Regions from separate parts of the Zea mays genome. Here all the other regions are linked to region 3. The links are chromatin contacts, called in public Hi-C maps. All regions are on one chromosome and are shown on one strand. Each heading gives the region's core, a stretch centred on a gene start, on an enhancer-like site or on the middle of the called end of the contact. The rest is flanking DNA. Distances are from core to core; before and after follow the strand shown.

Region 1 (3,270 bases), core at 477-2,976, 370 kb before region 3:
TGTGCTAGGATCAAGTCTCACACATATGATAACTCATGGTACAGAAACGAATGTAACATCATTAATATATAACAGAGTTCTGTACAAAATAGTTAAATAAATACATCATACGGAGACAACGATCCAGCAACCCAAAGTTGACTGGAAGATGATGGCCTAAACCTCTCACCTGGGAGACGATGACCTAGACCTCTCACGAACTCATCGCGACATCCTTCATGTTCCTCATCTTGTAGTACCTATCCTTGACCTAGGGGATGTGAGTATAGCAACGGTGAGCTCACATACGTTCATCGCTCAACAAGTTGTGCAGAATTGTAACACCCAAAATTCTACTTTAGAATTTATAACATTAATAACTAAAAATGGCCCAAAATGAATATATTATCTAAATAAAAGACTAACATGAAAGATACTTAGAAACTAAATTATACTTCGATTGGATTATATATACAAGAATTATGAGTTAAACTCTTCTTTTGGGCTAAAATAATTGGAGATATTAATTCCTAGATAGGTTGAGATAAAACTATCTTTTAGTATAAAATTATGTAATAGTAGTTGTGTCTTTATAACATATGATTTAGATATATAATAACAAGAAGATTTTTCATGTGTGTTAAAACAAGTGGGATATTCCTTTCATTAACTACGTGGGTTAAAATATTAGTGAATAAATAAATACAGTAGAAATAAATGAAATATTTCTGCAAAAACATGATGAAACCTTGGTCTGATGCATTTTCGAAATTTGAGGTTTAAACATGAATCAAATTCAGATTCTAAATCAAAAAGGAAAAAGAAAACATAGAAATGATAAAAAAAATAAAAGAAGTCGCTAGGCTGAAAGACCACCTGCTCGGCCCAACATCATCGTGGGCCACTCTGTTTCCCCTCCTTCCACGCGCGCCGTGCCACGGGCAGGTCGACCTCATGGGCAGGCGATCACCGGTCACCTAGGAGCTTTGCGCCTCTGGCGGGTGGGCACGGGTGGCCAGATCCGTCGTCCACCCGGCGCGGCGTCGACGACAACAGTCATCGCGAATCCCGCGGAGGGCGTCGCAACAACCGCACGGACTTCGCCCCCTCCCCCCAGACTATTTAAGCCTAGGTCGCTGACCACTGCATTAAACCCAGAACCACGTGCGTGAACCTCACTGACGAAGAGAAGTTTAGTGAGGGACAAAGTGAAGCTTGCCGCCGCCGTTGATCTTCCCGGGGGAGGGACCATTCTGGCTTTGGCAGCTGGTCAGGAAGCATCGTGAGACCGGGTTGGAACTTGTGTGTGTGCAGTGGTGGGCACATAACCCTTCAGAGCTCGTGAACCGCTCGCTGGAGCTAAGACTTCGCCGCGGATCCGCCTTCTTCGTGGGCAGACGTTCCTAGCGACCTAATCCTCCGGTAAGACGCCACCACTAGCTTCGCCATTCTGGATCCTTTGCATAGCACTGAATTCCGTAGGAGATTGGTACTAGGAGGCCAGGATTGGGTGTGCAGCGGCAATGCTCCACCGTGGGGCGCTCGCTCCGCCGTGGCCTGGGTGATTAGGAAGGGAAAAGCCGCGGGGGTCGTTGATCTCCCGATGAGCGATCCAGATTAGATCACAGGAAAACGCTTTAGTGTATTCAATCGTGGCCATCGATCGCTGATCTAAGGGCTTCGGTTATATAATGGTGTGGGTCGCTGTGGTCCGTTGATCATAGATCGGGTGGCTATCACTAGATATCGGTTCGAGTTATGGTATATCTTATCCAAGCCGCAGATTGATGGATGGACGACTTAGATCGCAAGATACCCCTTCGCCATAGCCTTTTTCCTTAAGAGCCCCTCATTTATATAATAATCAACCCACCGTCCATGTTAGGTCAGAATGAATAACAAATAAGTCACTGGAATTTGCAGAATGAACCCGGTTTCCTGGGTTTTGTGTCCGCAGCCCAGGATTAAATAAGTTAAATATGGAAATTGGTTTTAGTATAAAAATAATTCCAGAAATTTGTTTAATTCATATTTAATTTATTTTAACTCCTTTTTAATCCATTCCAGTTGCATTAAATTCATAATAATATTGTTTATCCCCTAGTAACTTTATTTTGTTATGAAACATAAATTAAAATTATGCACTTAATTTCTTTTGTACCCAACACTTAAATCTTCAGAAAATCATAACTTTATAACAGTAACTCCGTATTTAGTGGTTCTCGAACCTGGGATCTCGTTATGATGCGTAGAACATTATAAGGTAGCTTGTGCTTATGGTTGGTGTGATGTTAGTTTTTTCTATACCATGTTTGTTTGTATTGCTACGAATAGCAGCGAGGTTATGAGTCACTTGAAGACCAAGTTGGTACCTGGGAATCTCGAGTCTAAGGCAAGTTGTGCCCTTGATCACTCTTCTTTACCTAATAATGTTCATGTTAATCACTATGACATGCTCAGATTAATTTGATGTGACCTAATAGGTATCCCTAGCATTGTTTATCCCACACCTTGGATACAAAAGAACTATTGGGGAGTTTTGCTATCGCTCTACCTAGTTTTGAGAAATTAATGTTACACCTTGGATAAGATACTTATGGTATGGGACGCCCTTGGCTGACTAATTAGGAAAGCTAGTGGAGGACTACCTTACTCAAAAGGGGCAAGGGCGGTAGAGGAGTTGTGTATAGAGAGGTTCTTTGGTTGATCATGCTGCGATGGCTTTTCGGATGAGGGATTCCAATATTGCCCTTCTCAGAAATCGTAGTGGGTTTTCTGAAGCTAGTGGAACTTTGTAAAGGCCTCATAGTGGATCCCTAGCCATTCACCTCGGAAGTGTCTAAGGGCCTTGCAAACCCTGGCTAGATGGGATACACAATTTGTGGGTAAAGATGTGCAACCTTTGCAAAGTGTAAAACTGGTATATTAGTTGTGCTCACGGTCATGAGCAGCTCGGACCCTCACATGATTAACCTATGGAACTAAACTCAATTTGTCATATGCATTGCATTATGGGTGTACTATTAATTTTGATCTCTTATTTGTTTGGGATAGTATCTACTTTTACTTAGTAAGTGCTAATAAAATTTTGTCCAACTCTAAAAGCAATGCTCAGCTTTAACCATCTCCTTTGGTAAGCTTTACACTTCACATGAGCTCCCACTTTTGGTGAGTTCATGCACATTATTCCCCACAACTTGTTGAGCAATGAATGTATGTGAGCTCATCCTTGCTGTACTCACATCCCCCAGGTCAAGAACAGGTACCACATGATGAGGCGCATGAAGGATC
Region 2 (3,508 bases), core at 190-2,689, 490 kb before region 3:
CATCATGACATCACCGATGATGTCGTCCAATGCATCACTGCCGCATAGGGCCCTGTTGACAGGATAATCCCTCACCTACGCAACAGATTTGGTTTCGAGTTTGTTAGAGTTCCTAACATATAGGATAGGATTGTAACATATAAGTAACAGACTAAATATGTGATGTAACAGATTTGGTTTCGAGTTTTTTAGAGTTCCTAATAGATAGGATATGATTATAACAGATAAGTATCATATTAGATCTGTCATGTAACCACTCACCTCCCAGCCTATATAAGTACATGCCACAACCTGCCGCTAGCTAAGCTTGCATCCATAAGCCGCTTTGACCAGCTCGTCGAAGTTCGAGTTCCTCCCCAACTCTAGTGACAACCTCGGCGAGTAATTTCTCCCCGTCCGTTCATCTTCCGGGGCAGCCCAGAACATCATCGTGACCAGCTCACGAGAGCTTTGTCACCACGCTTCCGGTTCGTCGATCGGATCTCCGGTTCATAATAAAAAAACCGAGATGACCAACAACAACGAGGGAGTGAAGATCTTGATTGGAAGGTATGGTAATGGTTGGTTATAAGAGATGCTTTAGCATAAATCTTATAAGAGATGCTTAACCTGAGCATGTCACAATGATTAACAGGAACATTATTGGGTAAAGAGAAAAGTGATCAAGGGCACAACTTGCCTTATACTCAAGATTCCTAGGTACCAACTTGGTCTTCAAGTGATTCATAACCTCGCTGCTACTCGTAGCAATACAAACAAAAATGGTATAGGTAAAATTAACATCACACCAAACATAAGAACAAACTGCATAATAGTGTTCTACGCGTCATAACGAGATCGTAGGTTCGAGAACCACTAAATTCGGAGTTACAGTTATAAAGTTATTGCTTTCTAAATACTTAGGTGTTAGTCATAAAACAAGTTAAGTGTATGATTTTACTACATGTGACATAAAAATATTGTTGCTAAATACTAAACAATATTATTATGAGTTTATTGCAACTAGAATGGCTCAATTTGGAGTTAGAATAATTAAGTTATGGTGTTATGATGGTTTGGGAATTAAAAAATCATTTTTCTAAGTAATTCTGCTAAGCTTGAAATCTATTTGGACCGTAGATGAGATTTTGAGGAAACCCAGGGTGTTCTAAGTAAGTTTCAGGGCCAAAACGCAGTGTTTCTTTCCTCAGGGTGGATGGCGGGTTAATTACTGCATAACTAGGGGTCTCTTTTGTAAATCTGCTTAGCTGAAGGGGTATGGGGTCACTAGAGCCATCCGATTAAAATCAAATCGCCCCGATCAGACCCCGAAAGTTTATGAAGCGGTACACAATCGAGGTCGTCGGATCAATGATCCATGGTCTAGATTCAATGAAGGCACGATCAAATCGTAGCTGTCCGCGGATGAACCAATGGCATGGATTTTAAGCTTTGAAAGGGTATCCCTGCGATTTAATCCTAGCCGTCCAACTCAAATTGATGTCAGTCGACACCTCTTCTTCCCCGAGCACCACGGTCGGCGGCGCATTGCAACGCCCGACGGTGCTCCACCGGTGCCCCGCCCAACCCATTATCCAATGCCCTATTCCGTCAACTGCACGGTGCAAAACAAAGTGTCGACAACAGTGAGCATGATAGAGGACTACTTCCTATGGATTATGGCGACTACTCTGCTCCCCACGTGTGAAGCGGATCCGCAATGGAATATAGCTCTGGTGAGCGATCTAGGGGGCACTTGTAAGCTACCCACCATTCGGATCGATGCTACACGATGAGAATATGAAACTGAAACGAGGAATGGGGCGTTACCATGTATTTTGCTGCGTTGGCCTTTGTCCACGGTGAGGTGCAGATCACAGCGGCGCAAAATCTCTAGTGAGGAATTTCGCCCGTGATGAGCGCCAATCCGCACCATGGCGGCGTCGATCTTACCCCGGGGACACCGCAATGGTCTCTAGGCTAACCCGGCGCTCCAATCTGCAACACCGGCGAAGAGAAGACGCGGTGGCTCTCCTTCTCTCACTTCTTAGCTTGCGGCGAGTGCACATGGTGGTGTTTCACGGTGGGGTGGTATCAGGTGAAGGCATACATGTGCGTCGTGGTGCAACGTGGCGCAACAGCCATAGCGGTCATGGCGGCATCGCGTAGTTCGTTCAGCCACAGCTGTAGCCGACGGCGCGAGCGAGATGACATGTGGGCCCTTGCCTCTAGTGAGACAAGCGTGTGGTAGAGAGAAGCGGCTACGACCGAGGCCCGCACGTCAGAGGAAACCAGGGCTGGCGCGGGGGGTGAGTTGAGTGGGCCGGCTTGTGATGAATTCAGCCCAGTCTTGAGGTAAGTCTTATTCTTATTCTTTTTCTTTTCTTCTATTTTCATATTCAAATTCAAATTTCAAGGATTCAAACATAATTTAAACTCTTGGTTTGAATTTTTAGATTTCAAACAAGATTCTAATATGAAGAAGACCTCTACTGTTTATAATAGTATCCTTTTGTTGGTCCTTGCTCTCGGATGCTATACACCAAGAACAAAGCAACACAATTGTGAACAATTAGAGACCTTTGTCCTTCGAAGCATTATTTCCCTTGGGATATAATGATCTTCAGACGAATGTCATGAAGGATATACCTTCATCATTTCAGTAAGCAAGGATGTAAACAGAGACATGAAACACAAAAAGAATATGAATAATCATTTCAAATTATTGGACTATTCATATTCATATTCTTATTTTATAAGCATGAATAAGCATCAATAACATTTATATTACATTTGTACCTTCGGCTTGATAGAAGGTGAAAAAGCGGGAGTGACGCGATAGTGATTACAAATCAACGTGAATAGTACGGTGTTACTGTTCATCTATTTATATGCACTGGACGCAGCTTGGACAAAATTACATTCATGTCCCTGACATTTTTTATTGACCATGAGGCAAGCTGTCAAGGACTAAGCAGTCCTTTCTCCTTTAAGTCGGTTTTGCCTTTCACCATCGTCATCATGCTAAGCCAAAGCTGCTTCAGCCACAACTTCGGATCTAGATTGTCCTTCCTTCAGATCACACCTTCATACCGTGCACACCTTCATCTCAAAGCTGAAGCCTCCTGTAACAGTCTGATATACTAAAAAACATGTTGGTTAAGCTTTTGAGGACCTTCGGAAGAGGAAGGCCCCCAACAATAGCCCCTCGCATTATTAATTTGTTTTTGCACTTAACAAATTCAGACTGCGACATGAACGAAGGCCTTCAGCCAAAGGTCCGAAAAAACACCTTCCCTTCGCTAGAATAGCGAAAGTCAATGACATGTAGGGCCTGCCAAGTTGCAATGCACTGGGCGTATAAATAGGAACCCGCAGCGACAACATTTGTTGCGCCATCTCAATTGCTTGTGTTATTTTTCAAGTTTGAATTTTCTTGCTCTGTCAGATTTCGCTTGATTTGTGAGCTTCGGCATTTGCACAAGTGCTCACGAAATGGCTGAAGAGAAGAAGGTTGTTGATCCTGCTC
Region 3 (3,138 bases), core at 326-2,825:
AGCACAGTATCTAAAAAGGAAACTGAGCCTATATAACCTGAGAACCATAAACAGCATGTCACTTTGTGTGTGTGTGTGTATATATATATATATATATATATATATATATATATATATATATATATATATATATATATATATATATATATATATATATATATATATATATATATTGCAGTAGAAAGTCACTGATTTTTCCTTGGTATCATGGTGAAATATCATAAGACCAAGCAATTAATCTAGTTTATTTCCTGGACATGAAGGATGGGCACGTCTAGTTTCACCTGTTAATAAATGGGTATAATGAAGCAACTGATTTTCCTCCAGTCCTTCAATAAGGTCCCAGAGCTGTTTGCCATTAAGAACCTGACCTCTAAATGTTGGGTATCCTGAGATAACACACAACTGGAATTGTTTATGTGTCCCAAGTGAATTGTACGAGATTGTGTACATCCACGATATACATTTACCTGTATGATTAGAAAACTGTACAGAGTTTATTGGATCCACATCAAAGCCAAGGAGCTGCAGGGGAAAGACGGCCGATTTGTTGCCAACATACCCCTGAATTGGAGCAATCAGAGAATGAGAAGAGCAGGCTATCAAATAAGAAAGTGAAAATGCTCAATGATTCTTGCTCTGAAACAAAATCGAAGCAGACTATTTTGACTGAACAAATCCTGAATAAAACACAAACTCGTGAGTCGTGACCGCTCGCCATACAAAAGACAAAGCAGTCATAACCACTGATCCATCACACAAACGATTGTGCCACCACTTATTAGGTGACATTCATGCCAATGACGTGCACAAACGATTGCGCCAGTGCTTAGTACACAGTCGTGACTCGTGAGACCATGCGTGCACCATCTTATATGTATGGCATCAACACATGAAAGGGAGACCCAATCTAAACCTACAATACATGCAGCAACCCATATCCAGACTCAATAGACCATAGAGCTGTGTTCATAGTCTAGTCAGCTAGTCCACATGCTACAACCCACAAAACCACTGCTTTGCTGCCGAATCTAAAACACAACTCCTCAAGGACACATCCATGTGCGAATGAATAAGCAAAGTCATAGAGGCAGGCGCAGAGTCCGGGCTCTTGAATCATCGAGGCGTGCAAGCAGGAACCCAGCAAACAGACGGATGGTCGCAGGTGGTCAGGGCAGCGGGCTGAACCTGGACGGTGTGGGACTGGATGCTGAGCACACGGCCGGTGTCAGACGGCAGCGCGACGGATAGGATCGGCGGCCGCGCCATCTTCGGGTACGCCGCCGCCGCCGTCGTCCTCGTCCGGCCGCTCCGCGTCAGCAGCAGCTGGGAGCACCACCACCCAAACGCCTCCCTGCAGGCACAGGCACAGGCACAGGACAGACACGCTTTAAGCGAGAACCAATACACTTCCGATCAAGACTGGAACACGAGGAGGAAGTACAGGAAGAGGAGAAGAGAAGCAACCGAATCCGATAGCCTCCCTTCTCAATCCACCACTGACCTCACCTCACCTCACCTCACCTATTCAGTCAGGTTGACCAGTGAGGCGATTGCTTGTTCGATAATGATCTTGGAAAAAATATTTATTTAATTTATTTAAATACTGTTGCTGCTGCTGCAGGCCATGCCTGTTGCGTCGCGCACCTGGGGGAGCAGCGGTGCGCGGCGGCCCCCACGAGGCGCGCGCGGCCGGAGGGAGCTGCGGCGGGCGGCGGCAAGCGGAGTGCGGCGACAGTCATGCGACGCACGGAACGGCACGGGGGACGGGCGGTGGAGTGGACCGACCAGTGGTGGATGGCGATGGGATCGTACGCTTGGGAGGGACAGCTTGGCGGGATCTGGGGCGTCTGTTACGAAAGGGACGGGCTGGATCCTCGTCGTGCCCGTGGGAAGGGGAGGCGAGCCACGCGATGACACGACCGCACCATGGTCCATGGCGGCGGGCTTGACGAGTTGGGCTTGGTCCTAGTTCCCGATCTAGGCCCGACAGACAGAAAGGGCGAGTCTGCTATGTGGGCCTCTAAAGGCCGACTTGGGCACAACAGACAGAATGAGGGTCTGCTTCTGTGGGGTCCTTAAAACTATTGAGAAAAGATCACCAGATCCACTTACCTCTCTCTCATCAATAGATCAGGTATAAGAAGATATGAAAGACTTGTTTCCCTTCCCCTCCCGAGGCAGCACAAACACAAAGCGACAAGAGACAAAGATGGATGAACTCTTCTCTTGTTCATTATGAGGGGTACATGCTCCTTTATAGAGAAGCGAGACCCTTCAGTGGTAAACTCGGTTTGCACACATAATCCTTCACTAGGTGTGTGCCCGTGCGTTGCCACAAGGGTTAAAAATTAGTATAAAACATAGATACGAAACGACAAACATCACTATGGTATACAAAATCCGTGTGACAAAATATTATCGTACCACTAATGTTATATTGACGATATAAATATATAATATTTTTATAAATACACCAACTCACGGGCCTTGAGAAATCAAATTAGCTATGTAACAGAACTTACGTAAGTTGTTTCAACAAATGTCTTGCTCTAGTGTTCTCCTCAGGCCCACCACACATAGAAACAATTTCTTTGAACTCCAAGATGATAGTTTCACATATGATACATTGCTTCCCCTCCACTGCTTTCAGTAACTCTATGAGTATTGGAAACTGCAGTTTGTATTGTGCCTACAAAGCAAGCATGGAATAATTTAAGACAGATCTACTACATGGTATTCTTGTGTAAGTACTAACAACAAAGAACACAGTTCTCTAATAGAGATTCACTCTTTGCAGAAACGAATTTTCTGAATATCCAGTTAAGTGTTTGATGTGGCCGTCCTTACAGAAATTACAACGAAACACAATGATATATGTGTACTTGATTAGCTGATTGCGGTAAACAAGTGATCAACAAAATTTAGAACTGGGTGATGAAAGACAGGCTCCTAAACTGTAAAGCAAACATTTCTAAGCGACCTGATCCATGGCGAACTTGTAGTAGTTGCACTTGAACCTTGCTCTGGTCTCTGCCTCAGGTGCAGCCATCAGCTTCCCTACCCCGCCATTGTTGATCCCTGACACTATAGCGACCAGTGTCGTGGTGTCCTGATTCACAAGCTCCCTCGACTCCT

Evidence for each region. Hi-C and Micro-C count contacts between places; a contact is called where the count stands out from the background.
Region 1: a contact with region 3 is called in a Hi-C map of leaf, with 5 times the contacts expected there. The contact joins the enhancer-like site here to the promoter of LOC100283562 in region 3. A contact is called at or near these places in 5 of 25 Hi-C or Micro-C datasets (bundle sheath, ear, leaf and 1 more).
Region 2: a contact with region 3 is called in a Hi-C map of endosperm, with 2.6 times the contacts expected there. The contact joins the enhancer-like site here to the promoter of LOC100283562 in region 3. A contact is called at or near these places in 2 of 25 Hi-C or Micro-C datasets (endosperm and leaf).

Annotation. Positions count from the first base shown.
Region 1 is chr3:118,847,702-118,850,971 of Zm-B73-REFERENCE-NAM-5.0, reverse strand. No RefSeq gene overlaps it. Among protein-coding and RNA genes, the nearest start is that of LOC103652139, 93 kb to the right of the region's middle. Within about 2 kb of position 1,726, at least 20 of the 20 cell types and tissues checked have an H3K27ac peak or open chromatin away from gene starts, as enhancers often do. A contact at or near this core is called in bundle sheath, ear, leaf and 1 more, where this site is marked.
Region 2 is chr3:118,974,537-118,978,044 of Zm-B73-REFERENCE-NAM-5.0, reverse strand. No RefSeq gene overlaps it. Among protein-coding and RNA genes, the nearest start is that of LOC103650468, 42 kb to the left of the region's middle. Within about 2 kb of position 1,439, at least 17 of the 20 cell types and tissues checked have an H3K27ac peak or open chromatin away from gene starts, as enhancers often do. A contact at or near this core is called in endosperm and leaf, where this site is marked.
Region 3 is chr3:118,480,054-118,483,191 of Zm-B73-REFERENCE-NAM-5.0, reverse strand. It overlaps LOC100283562 (pyridoxal kinase), which reads right to left and starts at 1,575. Exons shown (of 13, transcript NM_001364410.1): 1 at 1,468-1,575; 2 at 1,189-1,354; 3 at 471-564; 4 at 285-389; 5 at 1-37. The coding sequence starts at 1,269. It also overlaps the pseudogene LOC103652138.